Linked DNA regions of Pan troglodytes: region 2 is linked to region 1. A link is a contact called in public HiChIP or PLAC-seq data. All regions are on one chromosome and are shown on one strand. The core of a region is the stretch at or near the end of the contact, and the rest is flanking DNA. Distances in the headings are between cores, read along the strand shown.

The links. HiChIP or PLAC-seq counts read pairs in DNA pulled down with a chosen protein or histone mark.
Region 2: a contact with region 1 is called in an H3K4me3 HiChIP or PLAC-seq map of stem cell-derived excitatory neurons, with 2.2 times the contacts expected there. The contact joins the promoter of RPL13A here to the promoter of PRMT1 in region 1.

Annotation. Positions count from the first base shown.
Region 1 is chr20:52,626,487-52,629,270 of NHGRI_mPanTro3-v2.0_pri, forward strand. PRMT1 (protein arginine methyltransferase 1) reads left to right here and starts at 1,375. Exons shown (of 12, transcript XM_063802089.1): 1 at 1,375-1,755; 2 at 1,856-1,928.
Region 2 is chr20:52,439,105-52,441,804 of NHGRI_mPanTro3-v2.0_pri, forward strand. It overlaps RPL13A (ribosomal protein L13a), which reads left to right and starts at 1,350. Exons shown (of 8, transcript XM_512821.9): 1 at 1,350-1,498. The coding sequence starts at 1,484. It overlaps FLT3LG (fms related receptor tyrosine kinase 3 ligand), which reads left to right. Exons shown (of 8, transcript XM_016936544.4): 8 at 1-86. The coding sequence ends at 57.

The sequences.
Region 1 (2,784 bases), core at 125-2,624:
CATGGTGGTGGGTGCCTGTAATCCCAGCTACTTGGGTGACTGAGGCACGAGACTCGCTTGAACCCGGGAGGCAAGAGGTTGCAGTGAGTTGAGATCACGCCACTGCACTCCAGCCTGGGCAACAGAGCGAGACTCCGTCTCAAAAAAAAAAAAATTGTAGAAATGGGGTCTCCCTTATGTTGCCCAGGCTGGTCTCCACCTCCTGGGCTCAAGCGATCCTCCTACCTTGGCATCCCAAAGTCCTGGGATCACAGGCATGAGTCACTGTGCCTGGGTGGTTTGTCTCCTTTATAGGGCCATATCCCCCTTCACAGAGTAATGTTTGTAAATTAATAAAGTGAAATGTACAGGATTACAAACCGAACCAATTACAGTTGATCCTCAGTATTTGTAGATTATTTGCAAATTTGCATCCTTGCTACAATGTATTCATACCCCAAAAATTAAGGCAGTGCTTTTGTGGTGTTTTGGAGGGCAATGCTTATGCACAGAGCTGCAACAAGCTAAAGACCTGATGTGCATATTTGCATCCTTGCTACAATGTATTCATACCCCAAAAATTAAGGCAGTGCTTTTGTGGTGTTTTGGAGGGCAATGCTTATGCACAGAGCTGCAACAAGCTAAAGACCTGATGTGCATATTTGCAGCTGGGCTCCTCTTGCTTCAGCTCAAACACTGGAAACAAATGTCCTTTTCTTGGTTTGTTTAGTGCCATGCTTTTCAATTTTTTTTTTTTTTTTTTTTTTTTAAGTTAGAGTCTCGGTCTGTCGCTCGAGCTGGAGTGCAATGGCTTCATCCTGGCTCACTGCAACCTCCACCTCCTGAGCTCAAGCGATTCTCCTGCCTCAGCCTCCCAAGTAGCTGGGATTACAGGCGTGTGCCACCAGTCCTGGCTAATTTTTTTATTTTTATTTTTATTTATTTTATTTTATTATTTTTTGAGATGGAGTCTCGCTGTGTCGCCTAGGCTGGAGTGCAGTGGCACCATCTCAGCTCACTGCAACCTCTGCCTCCCGGGTTCACCTGATTCTCCTGCCTCAGCCTCTGGAGCAGCTGGGACTACAGGCGCCCACCACCACACCCGGCTAATTTTTGTTTTTTTAGTAGAGACGGGGGTTTCACCATATTGGCTAGGCTGGTCTCGAACTCCTGAGCTTGTGATCCGCCCACCTCAGCCTTCCAAAATGCTGGGATTACAGGCGTGAGTCACCGCGCCCGGCCAAATTTTTTTTTTTTTTTTTTTTTTTTTGAGACAAGAGTCTCGCTGTGTCACCCAGGCTGGAGTGCAGTGGCGCGATCTCAGCTCACTGCAAGCTCCGCCTCCCGGGTTCACGCCATCCTCCTGCCTAAGCCTCCACGCCCGGCTAATTTTTTGTATTTTTAGTAGAGACGGGGGTTTCACCATGTTAGCCAGGATGGTCTCGACCTCCTGACCTTGTGATCCACCCGCCTCGGTCTCCCAAAATGCTGGGCTTACAGGCGTGAGCCACCGCGCCCGGCCGCCCGGCGTAATTTTTGTATTTTTAATAGAAATGGGGGTTTCACAATGTTGCCCAGACTGGTCTCGAACTCCTGATGTCAAGTGATCCGCCTGTCTCCGCCTCCTAAAGTGCTGGAATTACACCCGTGAGCCATCGCGCCCGAACCCTATTGTAAATTTTAAGTCTCAGGCGTTTGCCAGCGGCACGCCAGAGTATAGCCTGCGCGGAGGCCCAGAAACCAAAGAGCGAGCTCATTCCGGGATTGGAGAGAAGTGTGAGCAGAGGGAGGGATCGGGGAGAGGAGGGGCAGGACCCACGCATTCGGCCCTTTGCATTCAGCTTCATTCAACTAGGAACTTTTTCTGCAAATCAAGGAAAGCTTCCCGGAGGAAGTGGTGCCTAAGCTGTGCTCTGATTCACGTTTAGAAGCTGACCAGACAAAGAGAGGTGGGCGTTCCTGGCAGGGGGAGGGACTTGGCAAAAACCAAGTGGCTTGAGAGGGGTTGATGGTTTTAAAAAACTTGGAATGATTATGTCAAGGGCTAGGGATTTAATGTGTTGACGACGGACTCCTATTCCTCACTTGCTTCGGGACCCCAGCTATGCCCTTCGTCTCTCTGGGCCTCTCACCGATTCCGTTTTTCCCCCAGGTAATGAGAACAAGCTCCCTTTTTCCTCCAGACTCCCCCCGGGTTGGGAGGATCCACCGAGTGGACGAGGAGTGATAATTCCTTTGAGCCAATCGTTGGTGCCTGAAGCCCCGCCTTCTTCCCCACCCGTGGGCCATTTGCCGTGTTCTCCTTGAGGCCGGCCGCTTGGCGAGGGTGGGCCAAAGGCTGCGTGACGTCGCTTCCGGATAAACCAATGGCAGCGATTAGGAGGCGGGTCGTTTTGGTGATGGACAGGTGTTTCAAGACGCCCCTTTAGCGCGGGGCTCCCCGGGAAGCTTTGAGGCGGTGCTGGGTGTAAAGGGGAGGGCATTCCTGGTGGATTTTGCCCAATCACCAGTCGCGCTTCTTGCAATAGACGGGCAGTTTTCCCCATCCCGGGTCGACTTGAGGGGGCGGGATTCTGGACGCCGGAGTTGGCAAACCCCTGACCTATGATGGACGTATTCTCTAGCCAATTACTAGACGGTATTCTCAGACGGGCCGCCTCCATTGCCAATGAAATCTTCCAGCGGGGTCGCGGTAGGCGGGCCGCGGACCCTCTGGTATAAGGCGGTCCCGGGGGAGTGAGGAGAAAGGGGGGGTCTTGGCGGCCGGAGGAGGAGTAGGTGCGGGTGAAGATGGCGGCAGCCGAG
Region 2 (2,700 bases), core at 100-2,599, 190 kb before region 1:
CAGAATCCAGCACCGGCCCCACTTACCCAACTCTGTACAAAGCCCTTGTCCCCATGAAATTGTATATAAATCATCCTTTTCTACCAGCTCTGGCCAGGTCTGTCTATGGATGGGTGTGAATGGGGTAGTTTTGATTTCAGAATCTTGGTTTTTGAATTGCAATGCAATGTTTCATTCAATACTTGTTTTCTGAGGTCCCCTGGAGCCCCGGGCCGGCACTGGGCAATGTCAGAGCCTGGATTTGAGTCAGAACCAGCCCAGTCGCCCCAGGTCTCCTTGGCTATGGACGAGAAGACAAGGGACTCAGCGAGCCTGGGTGCAGGATGCCATAGGCTCCTATGGAGATAGCACAGAGGCAGTGTGAGAGCCCGCGGGGGGCAACTCACCCAGGCAGGGAGAGCAGAGAGGCTTTCCAGAGCCAAATGGCATTGCGATGGTGACAAGCCAGATTTGGAGGGGGTGGGGAGGGCATCCTGGGCAAGGGACCCAGCTGAAGCAAAGGCCGACAGTCCAGAAAGTGAGAAGTTCCTCTGAGGAACGCTCAGTGGATTGGTGCAGCCAAGCAACTAGAAGCCATTCCTTGATCCACTCTTAGAGCCCCTGGGGAAGACCACCTCCATCTGTTTTACAGATGGATAAACTGAGGCCCAGATAAGGCCAAGGGTTTGTCCAGGTCACAGTGAAGTCGACCAGACACAGGAATCCAAATCTCTAAGCCTAGAATGGGCAAGGCGCCGGGGCTCACGCCGGTAATCCCAGCACTTTGGGAGGCCGAAACGGGAGGATCGCTTGAGCCCAGGAGTTTGAGATCAGCCTGGCCAACATGTCAAGACTCCCCCCGTTCCCGGGCCACAACAAAATATATATATGCCAGGCATGGTGGCGCGCCCCTGTAGTCCAAGTTACTCGAGAGGCTGAGGCAGGAGGATCCCTTGAGCCCGGGAAGTGGAGGCTGCGGTGAGCCACGATCGCCCCACAGCACTCTGGTGTGGACAACACAGCGAGACCCTGTCTCACAAAATAAAGTAAGCCCGGACTGAGTGCGGAAAGGCGGGCCTGGCGGGTCTGGTCTCCCCATGCGGGCCACCAGAGGCCCTGCAGCCTTCAGTCGCTTGAAGGGGTAATGGCGCTTCCACTCACAAACATGGCGGACAGAGCGTGTGAACGAGATGAACAGCCCCTCAAAAATATGGCCGCCTAGGCTGGACGGCCGTGCCCCAGCAGCACCGCCTCCGCGCCCCACGTGATCTCTCGCCGGGCACAGCGCTGACCGCGGAGGTCCAACCGGAAGAATGTCCGGATTGGACATTCGGAAGAGGGCCCGCCTTCCCTGGGGAATCTCTGCGCACGCTCAGAACGCTTCGACCAATGAAAACACAGGAAGCGGGCTGCGCAACCGCGTTGCGTCACTTCTGCCGCCCCTGTTTCAAGGGATAAGAAACCCTGCGACAATACCTCCTCCTTTTCCAAGAGGCTGCCGAAGATGGCGGAGGTGCAGGTATGTGCTCCGCGCGGGCCGGGGCGGCAAGGGGCCGGGTGGGATCCAGGCCGGAATGGGGTCGCATCCTCTCTGTCCTCCTGCATGTTTTGCGGAGCTTAACATCCATAATGAAGCAAAATGGAAGTCTTTTGGGATAAGGGGAATCTGTAGGAAATGCCGCGGCTCTCTTTAGGCCTAGGGTTGGCTACAATGTGGCATTTCCTTCTCGAGGCGAGGGTGATAGAGCTTCCAGCACAGGACAGGTATTTTACAACTAGATTTTGCTTACCTGGAACTCGGGTAGTGGGTGGGGGCCCTGGGGTAGAGTCTTGGCCGAATTGGACCGTTGTGTGTCCTCAGCGATGAGGAACACGCGGAAGTGTGGCTGGGCGGTCTCGGGGCAATGAGAAACTGAGTTTTGGCCAAAATGGAAGGTATTTTTATCCCGCTCAGTGCGCGGGCTACTTTGATTTCACGTGGAGGTGTTAATCGGGGTCCCTTGCAGCTCCGGTTCTTTTAATTCTCAATGCCTTTCTGCGGGGGGTCGAGAGCTGTTGGCTGCGGGGCACTCGGGAATGAACTCGTTTTCCGTCGTTTTGGGGATTGGCGATTGTCCTGAGGCTTGTTACTGGAAGTCGAGAGGTGTGATGAATGGTTCCACAAGGATGGGACATCTTTTGGGCCTGACACCTGGGGGCCCTTTCCCTGGCTCCTGGTGTAGCTACTTAAGTATAAAGGAGGGGTTGGCCCTGGAAAGGTTTCTTTGTGAGTAGTCTGTTGGGGCGGGTGACATTTCAGAGCCAGGCCGATCTAGGCAAGTTGTGTTCACCAAGCATGTGTCTTTGTGCCTAGCACAGTTTGCAATGTTTTGCGTAGTTCAGTTAACCATATTCCTGAGGCAGATATTGGTATCCTTATTTTACAGAGGAGGAAATTAAATTGGAATTGGTGATTTTGGGCCAAGGTCACGACTTCAGGAAGTCTGTCTGGATTTTAGAGTCTTTGTACCAACGCTTACAAAGCATGTGTAACAACCAGTGTGTGCTTCATGCTTTTGCATTAAAACAATGAGGATTTCTACTTTTAGTGTTTTTTCTGAGACAGAGTCTCGCTGTGACACCCAGGCTGGAGTGCAATGGTGCGATCTTGGCTCATTGCAACCTCTGCTTCCCAGGTTCAAGTGATTCTCCTGCCTCAGCTTCCCGAGTAGCTGGGACTGC